Regions from separate parts of the Zea mays genome. Here region 1 is linked to region 2. A link is a contact called in public Hi-C data. All regions are on one chromosome and are shown on one strand. The core of a region is the stretch at or near the end of the contact, and the rest is flanking DNA. Distances in the headings are between cores, read along the strand shown.

Evidence for each region. A called contact is a pair of places that touch in the nucleus more often than the background predicts.
Region 1: a contact with region 2 is called in a Hi-C map of leaf, with 4 times the contacts expected there. The contact joins the promoter of LOC100278220 here to the promoter of LOC100272735 in region 2. A contact is called at or near these places in 9 of 25 Hi-C or Micro-C datasets (bundle sheath, ear, endosperm and 3 more).

The regions. Positions count from the first base shown.
Region 1 is chr2:233,095,477-233,101,029 of Zm-B73-REFERENCE-NAM-5.0, reverse strand. It overlaps LOC100278220, which reads left to right and starts at 1,277. Exons shown (of 10, transcript NM_001361311.1): 1 at 1,277-1,415; 2 at 1,525-1,631; 3 at 1,751-1,848; 4 at 1,948-2,127; 5 at 2,193-2,824; 6 at 3,222-3,313; 7 at 3,420-3,677; 8 at 3,800-3,914; 9 at 3,994-4,165; 10 at 4,262-5,011. The coding sequence starts at 1,308. The coding sequence ends at 4,773.
Region 2 is chr2:232,917,472-232,922,775 of Zm-B73-REFERENCE-NAM-5.0, reverse strand. It overlaps LOC100272735, which reads right to left and starts at 3,299. Exons shown (of 1, transcript NM_001367771.1): 1 at 1,364-3,299. The coding sequence starts at 3,180. The coding sequence ends at 1,603. LOC100382493 (putative TCP-1/cpn60 chaperonin family protein) reads right to left here. Exons shown (of 13, transcript NM_001175230.1): 10 at 5,163-5,257; 11 at 4,767-4,976; 12 at 4,457-4,514; 13 at 4,091-4,364. The coding sequence ends at 4,293. It overlaps LOC109944099 (a long non-coding RNA gene), which reads left to right and starts at 2,023. Exons shown (of 2, transcript XR_002267458.2): 1 at 2,023-2,118; 2 at 3,364-3,795.

The sequences.
Region 1 (5,553 bases), core at 28-2,527, 180 kb before region 2:
GGTGGATGGGGAAAAAAAATCTGGACCGTCTTTTGTTTCAGATCGGAGCATATCCGCTACTACAGGATGGATGTGCACACTACACTACACGGTAGGTAATTCGTCAAATCATGCTCGCGCGCGGGGAAAAGCAGATGGGTTGTTTTGGCTGTGTGGCCTGCTTTGGCATTGCAAAGGTGTGTACTGCTTGCGACTTTGGCATATATTTCGATTTCATGCGCATGTGGTTTGATGCTTTTTATTGTGGTCTGTGGTAGTATGCTATCCATGCATGAGATATATCTGATCATGCTTATACGCATGCGCATTATAGTCCCAGCCAGCACTAGCTAGGCTTTACATAGCATAATAATTAACCTAAGCCAGAGCGTAAATATACAAGCCAGAATAATAGCTGCACAGGGTACTTTAAGCATTGTGTGTTTTTTTTTAAAAAAATTCCTGGCAGCCAAAATCCTCTCGAGCGGTCGAGCCTAATATCTAACTCAAGACTGTTTGAATTACGATAATTCCAAAGTTGATTAATTTTTTTTAGGACAGATAGAAATGCCTCCTTTTATGTTGTCTAACCCACTGCTATCCCCACGCGTTGAGATTCATCGGAACACTCCGATACATCGTCCATTATTGAACGACCAAATGATTCCCCGGGCCCCGCGCGCACACCAATCTGCAAGCATTTTGGATGCTGCCCTCCCAGTGCGGAGAGCTTATGAGTAGCTCAAAGATTTCTTCAGCGCTTGCTGTGAATAGACTGTGCATGTGATAGCCATTACCCATTTGAAAAAGTTTTTTAGTACGAAAGAATACTAATTGTGGTATGTATAATCCTATTTAATAAACTGTCTCTTGAATAGTTTCTAGGGGTTATATAAAAAATACAAGAGACAAGAACCCGTTGAAAGCTTAGGGTTGTATCATACCATTTATTAGCTGTCTCTTGTGCTTTAAAAGCCGATCCAAGATCTCTAGGTTGTACGTACATGCCCCTGTGAATTTCTACTCATACTAAGTTTCTTTTCGTTTCTTGCTGTAATAACTGCTTAGTCGATGCATAGATATGTGTCTTTTGCAGAGGAGGGCTACCCCCCAGCAAACCCGGCCCGCATCGACTGGCATACTTGATGCCCATGTTTAGTACACAAAAGTCCATTATTCGTGTAGCTAGTACAGTATCACACACAGGCTGCTTGCAACAACAATGGTCCAAGACTGCTGCTTGTTGCTATATATACGCATGGGAGCAGAAGGACATGTGCACTATCACTCGTGCATAACACTAGCAGAGAGAGAACATAAATCCAAAGATGGGCTGGAGACCACACGTTGTCTCTGTGTCATCTTCTGCACTACTAGTGCTGCTTCAGCTCCTCGTGCTACTGATGCTGCCCGCTGATGCGTCGTCATCAAGCCAAGTAAGCTGACAAGCTGTTTTTCTTCCCTGTTCCGGCCTCTTCCCCTGAAGCTTCATGTGTCTGCCTGCCTGCCTGCCACTGATGCTAGCTGTTCCTTGAAAGAACTCAGACGACGACGACGACGATCTACGTCGTGTACATGGGCGAGAAGAAGCACGACGACCCTTCCCTCGTCGTGGCGTCGCACCACGCCACGCTGGCCTCCGTTCTTGGGAGGTGCGTACCATTATTACTAGTATATGTAATGAGTTAATGACCCAGACGACCTAGCAGCTCGTGCTGAAGCTGGCTTTCTGCTGCTCATCTTGTGCCATTCATGTCGTCGACGGAGGCAGCAAGGATGAAGCACTCAGCTCCATAGTCTACAGCTACAAGCACGGATTCTCCGGTTTCGCGGCGAAGCTCACCCAGCCCCAAGCGGAGGAGCTTAAAAGTGCGTCGTCGTAGCCTCGCCGGAGCTAAGCATGAATCAAGTTGTTTTATTACTGAGAATAACGAGCTTATTTGCAACATATATATAATGACCTACTAGAATACCCTGGAGTTGTGAGCGTGAAGCCAAACACGTACCACCACGTCCACACGACTCGGAGCTGGGATTTTCTTGGCATGAGCTACGGCCAACAGCAGTCGTCGTCGTGGTCGTCGTCGTCGCGGCTCCTTAGGAAGGCCAAGTACGGCGAAGATGTCATCGTCGGCGTCATAGACTCAGGTGGTTCTGGTGGTTTCGACATCACTTAAATCCAGTTTGCGTTGCTGACATGTATGCTTCTGCAGGCATCTGGCCGGAATCCCGGAGCTTCGACGACAGCGGGTACGGCTACGGCCCCGTGCCGAAACGGTGGAAAGGCGTGTGCCAGACAGGCCAGGCGTTCAACGCGAGCAACTGCAACCGGAAGGTCATCGGCGCGCGGTGGTACGCCGCCGACGTCAGCGAGGAGGACCTCAAGAACGAATACAGGTCGCCACGGGACGCCAACGGCCACGGCACGCACACCGCCTCCACGATCGCCGGCTCGCCCGTGCGGAACGCGAGCCACCACGGCGGCGGCCTGGCCGCCGGCATAGCGCGCGGCGGGGCGCCGCGCGCGCGGCTGGCAATATACAAGGCCTGCCACGCTGTCGGCGGCAGCGCGAGCTGCGGCGACGCCTCGATCCTCGCGGCCCTCGATGCCGCCATTGGGGACGGCGTCGACCTAGTGTCCCTGTCGCTGGGAGGCTTAGGCGAGATCTACCAGTCGTTGCACGCCGTGGCGGCCGGGATCACCGTGGTGCTCGCTGCAGGGAACGATGGCCCCGTGGAGCAGTCCCTCAACAATGCCCTGCCGTGGGGCATCACGGTGGCCGCCGCCACCATGGACCGCACCTTCCCGACAGTGGTCACGCTGGGCGACGGAGAGAAGCTGGTGGTACGTACGCCGCGCCTACTAATGAATCATTGTCACTCACCGTTATTCCATACAACACTAGTACGCTGCCGCTACCGTTGGGACGGCACAGAACATTACAACAGGCGGTCGGTGTGGTAGACCCACTAAAAAAATACTCATAAAAAATAAATTTAATATTAAAACGAACATATTGTCCATATACCATATATTAAACCGATAAGCAGTTGCAACTGTCTCATGCCAATGTACCTAACACATATGGATAAATCTATGAAATCTTTGCACCATTCAAAAATTTCAAAACAAAACATCTCACAGGCTGTAGGTCCGTTTGACGAATCATTTCGTGTTGTTGCTGACAAATTTGTGCCGAATATAAATGTGACGTGGGGCAAAAACATGAGTCTCTTTGCAGGGGCAATCACTGTATTACCACAACCGCTCAGCGGCGGCATCGACGAGCGACGACGACGACTTCGCTTGGCGCCATTTGATATTATTCCCTAGGTAACGCCGCATGCACTTTAATTTGCTTTCGTAATTAGTTAAACGTCAAAAAAAAAATCTGAATTAATTAGAACAACGGACCCAATCCATCATCCTGCATCGTCAGCTGCGACGAGAAGAATCTGGGGTCGGAAAACATCACCGGGAAAATCGTCATATGCCGTGCGCCGGTGTTCTGGTCCGACTATCCTCCTCCGCGGCAGCTTAGCAGGGCCAGCCGAGCCGCCATCGCCGGCGGGGCCAAGGGCATCATCTTCGAGCAGTACAGTACCAACAGCCTTGACACCCAGGTCGTCTGCCAAGGCCACCTGCCATGCGTCGTGGTGGACAGAGAATCCATATTCACGATCCAAAGTAGCGACAGGTACTTACTAGTGATCATCTTTGTCTGCTTGCAGCTGCATGCTACGTGTTATTCATCATTCATTAATTTAGGATGATGTCTGTCTGACCCCAGTACCTTGCCGACTGTGTATCCTCTGCCAGCAATGTGGCCAAGATTTCGCCGGCGGCGACCATGGTCGGATCCCAGGTCGCCTCGCCGAGAATCGCGACGTTCTCGTCGAGGGGCCCCAGTGCTGAGTTTCCCTCCGTACTCAAGGTGATGTACATGTGTATTCGATCGCTGCTGCCTGTTATACATACATATCACAACGTGTCTCTGTTTGGGCGGACGGCAGCCCGACATAGCAGCCCCTGGAGTGAGCATCTTGGCAGCCATGCGTGACTCGTACGTGCTCCTGTCCGGGACATCCATGGCATGCCCTCACGTCTCCGCCGTCGTCGCCTTGCTCAAGTCGGTCCACCCGGACTGGTCGCCTGCCATGATCAAGTCTGCCATTGTCACCACAGGCAAGCCACAGATAAATTAAATCCAAGCAGAGATCAACTGTTGCTCCAACTGAAACCTCCCATCATCCATTGACCCCGGTGGTACGTCTGCTTCAGCATCGGTGACCGACCGATTCGGCCTGCCGATCCAAGCCAACTCGGTGCAGAGGAAGCCGGCCGACGCCTTCGACATGGGCGGCGGCCTCATAGCGCCGGACAGGGCCATGGACCCCGGCCTGGTGTACGACATCCAGCCGGAGGAGTACACAAGATTGGACGACCGCGCCGACCGCCTCAACCTCCCGTCCATCGCCGTGTCCGACCTCAAGAACTCCGTCACGGTCTCGCGCACCGTCACCAACGTCGGGCCGGCGGAGGTGGCGACGTACCGGGCCGTGGTCGAGGCGCCGGCCGGCGTCACGATGGACGTGGAGCCTCCGGTGATCGCCTTCGAGAGAGGCGGCGCCAGGAACGCCACGTTCAGGGTGACGTTCGTGGCGAAGCAGCGGGTGCAGGGCGGCTACGCGTTCGGGAGCCTGACGTGGCTGGACGACGCCAAGCGGCACTCGGTGAGGATCCCCGTCGCCGTTCGGACCGTCGTCCGGGACCTCGTCGCCGATGTAGCTTGATGGTCGAGTTCGGTTTCTGGGCACGCACATACATGTGTTCCGCGTTGTTTACGTGCTGTGTTTGTCTCGCGGCGCCGATTCGATCGGGTTCTTGTAATAAGAAAGATGGCGTGGAAGGAAAAAAATTTGGTGCAGCACTGCTGCAAACTAGAGTGGTTTGCAGCTCCTCACAAAAAAGAGGATAGACCCCACCCGCAGCAACAATAATACAACTAAAACGTTATCTGCTGGACCTACAGGTGGGGTCTATCCTCCTTTTTGTGAGGGGCTGCAAACACTCTGGTTTGCAGTAGTGCTGCACCAAATTTTTTTCCGCGTGGAAACACTTGCATACAAATAATGCCCTCTTGCAAAGCAGTTCTATATATTATTTTAACACACATGCAGTTTTTGGAGAATGAAAAAAAAACGGTCTATTTCTTTTTGATATTTTATATTTTGTTCCTCGATATTGATGTTCAATAAAACCCCTTTCAAAGATAAACTATTTTGATCGAGTTTTGATATTAGGTCTGGTTTAGTTCTATTAATCCTAGGATTAAAGTTTAGTCTTAGTCTCTACTCTGTTTGGTTGTAGGGTCTAAATAGATTCTAAATACATTAAGGCCCCATTTATTTCGTTGGAATTGAATTCTATTTTAATAATTATAATTTAGACAAAACTAATTAAGTTCATATATTTATATATGCAATATATTTGTATATTATTCTAAATCATATGAGAGAGATAGTTATATACTACATTTATGTTATAATGAAGCAAATAAAAGAGTGTGTTAT
Region 2 (5,304 bases), core at 2,050-4,549:
CCTTGATTACCTTTTGGGTTATTATGGTTAGCTTCATGCTATTGCTTTACTTTAATCAATGAACATGATGTGAACACTTATGATACGATGTTGTCTCTATGATTATGATGTTGGACTGGTGATACTTTAGGGGGCTCGAGCGGTTTCTCGAGTGCCTCTCCGTAAGGACCTGTTCGTTGGATGACCGCCCGGGAAAACAGTGCAACCATGAGGGTGGAATGGGATGCCCTTAGCTGAATAATTAGAGGAACCGGGGTGTAGTTCGCTTAGCCGTCGTGCCGTTAATGGGGCTCGGTGTATGTGGCTCGCTCTGCCAAGTTTGGTTCGCCCCTTGGGGAGGAGTGCGGTGCATTTAGGAAACCTAACGGGCGGCTACAGCCTCGGGGAATCTTTGTAAAGGCTACGTAGTGAAACCCTGCCTATTCACCTTGGCAGTGTTTAAGGGTTTGATCGGCCCGAGGCAAGAGGGAATCACGGCTTGTGGGTAAAGTGCGCAACCTCTGCAGAGTGTTATGAAACTGATATATCAGCCGTGCTCGCGGTTATGAGCGGCCAAGAGAGCTCCAGTGATTAGTGATACTTGATCAGAGATGGTTGGTTTACAGATGATGATGAGGATGGTTATGATCATGCTTATGGTAATGGTAAGTGGTATTCTTTCCATTTGGAAAGGGTACTTTGGGTTAAGAACTTGGGTTAATGCTAAAACCTGGCTTTCTACTAGTAATAATAACCTGACCAACTAAAAGCAACTGCTTGACTTAACCCCACATAAAGCTAGTCCACTACAGCCAAACGGGACATTTGCTGAGTACGTTGATGTGTACTCACCCTTGCTTTCACAAAACACCAGGTTGCCTTTGGTGCAATCTATGCTCAGGTAAAGAAGGCGTCGAGGCGGATCTCCAGGAGTTCCAGGACTTCGACGAGTTCGAGGATTAGGCTAGCGACCTCCCCCAGTCAGCTGCCTGTGGTGGGTTGTTTACGTTGGCTACGTTTCGATTCTGTGTACTTTGATTTATATTATGTAAATGGATCTAGTCTGTAATATTATTACTTACTCTTTATTGTAATTCGAAGCATTGTGCTATGATGAGTCATTTATGTAATCGCTGTGTACGTGAATAACTGATACTGGCACGTACATGGTTCGCATTCGGTTTACCTTCTAAAACCGGGTGTGACACACGTGCTCTCCAATGATGAGACCATGCAATCGTGACATATATCGAAGTCTGCATGATACTGATGGTTGCAATGTAGTAGTGAAACAACTAAATTAAAATAACAAAAAATTATGTATGGCCAGGATCAAAAATGGATTATGAAACATTTTCTTATAACAATATAAGACACATTTTGTATATAAGTTATCATGGTATTATATGTTCCCGTTGCAACGCACGGACACTCACCAAGTAAGAGAATAATTTAGGAGGAACCGTCGTAGAGGTTGAAGATACAGGGAAGAGACACGCTCATCGCACATGATGAACCATCAAAACATGGTAGTACTTAGTACGTCACTGTAGTGGACCAACACTGTACAGTACAGTCATCAGGATTCCAGTCAGGCAGGCAAGCACCACACCTTGCGTCAGCTCAAAGCAACACAAGAAACAGAGGCACCAGTACGGCCGCCATCGTGGTGACCGCGGTGGCCACCGGAGCCCCTGACCCAACGAGCTGCACGCTGAAGTTGCAGGCGCCCTGAGAGGCGTCCTCGTCGACGACGACGGCGAGCCCCTGGAAGTCGCACGCCGACTCCACCTGCCCCTGTGCCTGGTAATAGGCGTTGAAGGCGTACGACGCGTTCCCGCGCGGGTCCAGCGCGCCGCAGCTGCACCCGTAGCCTAGCGCCGTGCAGTCGGCGCGGGAGCACGCGTACGCGACGTTGTCCGCGAGCCGTCCGTCCCCGGCGATGCTGATGGGGTTCAGGACGCACCACCGCCGGGGCAGGTACTCCACGCCCCGGGCCGGGACGGGCATCGCCGGCCGCCCGTCGCCGCGCAGGTCCAGCGGGAACTTGGGCCGCCCGTCGAAGGTGAAGATGCCCCAGTGGCGCTCGAAGTTGCCCGGCGCCACGCTCTTGGCGTCCTCGTCCACGAGCCCGAACAGGTAGGCCTCGATGCGCGCGCCGGGCCGGAGCGGCGTGCCTCTCCTGGCCGCGAGCCGCTGGAGGAGCCCCGCGTAGAAGCGCTCCGCGAGGGCCGCCGTGGCGTGCCTGTCGCCGTCCGTCGGCCAGCCGACCTCGCCGATCATGACCGGCAGGTGGCCGAGCCCGACCCTCTTGAGCGCCGACACCAGCGTGTCGAAGTTGGCGTCGAACACGTTGGTGTAGACGGCCCGGCCGTCGACCACCGGCGCACCGGCGCCGCCGTCGAAGAAGGCGTAGTCCAGCGGGAAGTCGTCGTTCCCGTACAGGCTGAGGAACGGGTAGATGTTGACGGTGAGCGGCGCGCCGCTGCGGTTGAGGAAGCGGACCATGTCCGCCATGACCCGCGCCACGTCGCTGCGGAACCTCCCTGCCGACGGCACCGGGTTGCTCGCCGGCGAATCGTACACGTCCGCGTTGACGGGGACCGTTGCCTTGACCGCCGCGCCGTGCCCGGCCTCGTCCAGCGCGCGCTGGATGTTCCTGAGCGCCGGCACCGTCACGTGGTCGAACGAGCCGTTGTACGCCCTGAGGAACGGCTCGTTGCCGACGGCCACGAACCTGGACGGACGTACACGTACGATCGAGAACGTCTCAGCGCCAGCGGAGAAACGAACGGGTCCATGCCAATGGCGGTGCACTGCATATATATATACGCGCGCGCTAGGGCCTAGGGCTACGCACTTGATGTTGACGCCGCCGTCGAAGGTGTACTTGGTGACATTGTCCCTAACCCACCGCCGGGCCCGGTCGTAGTCGGCGACGGCCGCGAGCATGTCGTTGGGCACGGCGATCATCGTCTCGATGCTCGTCCCGGCGAGGCCCTTCATGGTCCGCTCGTCGGCGTCGAAGATCTTCACCTTCGTGAACCCGTTGTCCGTGAGCAGGCGCGCCATCACCTTGGGCGGGAGCCGGCGCGCGGACATGGTGCCCCAGTTCACCCCGAGCGCGTCCACGCCCGTCGCCGCCGCCGTAGCGGCGGCAGCCACCGCGAACAATGCGAGAAGGCCGCGCGGCGCCGCCATGGAATGGAACCTCTCGCGCTCTTCCGTGTGCGCGACCAAGAAACGCCCGGAGCCCCGCGGGCTTAAATGGAGGGGTGCGAGCGGGTGGGTGCGTGGATCGGTCGCCACGCCGACGAGCGTAGGGCATCGGAGTACTGTTACACGAGTTGAATGAATCCGACCTCCCTCCCTCCCTTTTTGCAGGTGAAACAACCGCAGCTTTAGCAAAGCAGATCGTCGCTGAAGCATTGATTGGCGGGAGCAATAATGGCGGAGGTTTGGGCAGGGGGGGCTTGAGGAGGGGGAGGACAGAGGTTAGGGACGATCGAAGGATGGAAGAGAGGCGGCGGTTAATGCCTGCCAGATTGCCAGGAGTAAATCTATGCCAGCAAGGTGTAGACGTGTAGTGTAGACTATCATACTACCAGTGAATAGCAAGCAGTAGAACATTCTGACAGTTTTAGGACCTGTACAGACATAATTTGAGCAGTTCCTATTTTGTTTGGTGGGAAGTACTGTGATCACTTTCATTGCCTCTGCGTTGTTGTGCCATGCGAAACTTATCTGATTTACTTTAAGTCTGGTTCATTGTCGTAGTAGGCTGTAATTGAAACGATTATGGGTATTTGAAGAAAACTGCAGCTTGCACGAAGGTGTATACTGAGTTGATGAATTTAATGACCTCTGCATATGATAGCAATAACAGCACAAGAATTATAGCGGACTGGCGCACTGCGCAAAGCTACAGGAAATTAATAGCGTTGAACTGCGAATCGGAATCGATGCACTGCTGCTTCAAATATACGCGTAATATTTTTTACGCAGAAGACTATAAAAGGCTGGAACATTTTTGCTTCTATAATAAAAAAACTGAAGTAACACTCATATGAGCTCAGTCGGTATGATGAACTGAAGGAAAGAACCCTCGAATGAATAATACATCGGCACTGCAATAATACACCAGGAAAGAACAAGCAAATTCCCCATACGATACCAGCACAGCCGTGCAACCCTTCCAAACGTGAACTACAGGCACCAAAACCTTCTACAGAACCAAACCCTAAATAAGACATGATGTTCCCTGCTCTGAAACATTGCGTACGTGATACACAAAGAGAACAATCACAGTCAAACTAGTCCTCGTCCATCCCGCCACCAGGCTGGGCATCTCTTCTTGGACCTCCTGCCGGCTTCGCCATAATGATCTGGACAGTTCATATTACTCAAATATCATCGAGATGACGTTTGAAACACGAGCATAGGAAAGAACTTAGAGCGCAAGGCTTAGCAGTCATACCTGGTCAACCCGCAGCACGGTGCATGCGGCATCGGCAGAATATTTTAGGGCAAAGAACCTGTACAGCAAAATCAGCGAAGTGAGGAATCTGCCAAGAGGTCATAACAAGCAGCTTAAACTGCCACACAAAAAATGTGCAACTGCAAACCCATGCCCCCCAATCCCAAGACTAGCGTATTTAGACCAACACTAGTGCAAGCATTTTCCACATCCAATGGTGACATGTCCAATTACCACAAAAGATCGAAAAATGTTCTTAAACCAGCTTTACATATGATTCATTTCCCACCTGCTGATCGTATTGACTTACTTTGTGACATAAAGGTCCCATATTTTCAAGGTCGTGATGTCCTTGCAGGCACCTTCCTCCAGGTCAATGCCAACTTTCACATTGCCACTAGCATGCTCAGCATAAAGAGAGGATATTACATCCATTGCGCTAAGTCCGGCATTTTCTGCCAGGGTTCTTGGAACCATTTCAAAGCTTTCAGCAAATTTCGCAACAGCATACTGGTCCAACCTGCACAATTGTTAAGAGCAACCAGTGAATGATTGAGGGGAACATAATATAGAACCCAACACTTCATGGTGTCGGCCACTAAACTATTTTTTCTTTCAAAGGGTTAACCCTGCTCATATTGAAAGCAGATGTACTCATACCTTGTACATGATAAGTTATTAACTATCATGGTAGAAACAAACTTACCCTGTTTCCTTCAAAGAGAACTCCTTCAATCTCTTTGCCAGCTCTATTTCTGTTGCAGCAGCACCAGGAATTATCCTACTGTCCCTGCACATTGACTAGAATAAACAAGGACAGTGAGAACTCGAATAGATTAGCAAAACAG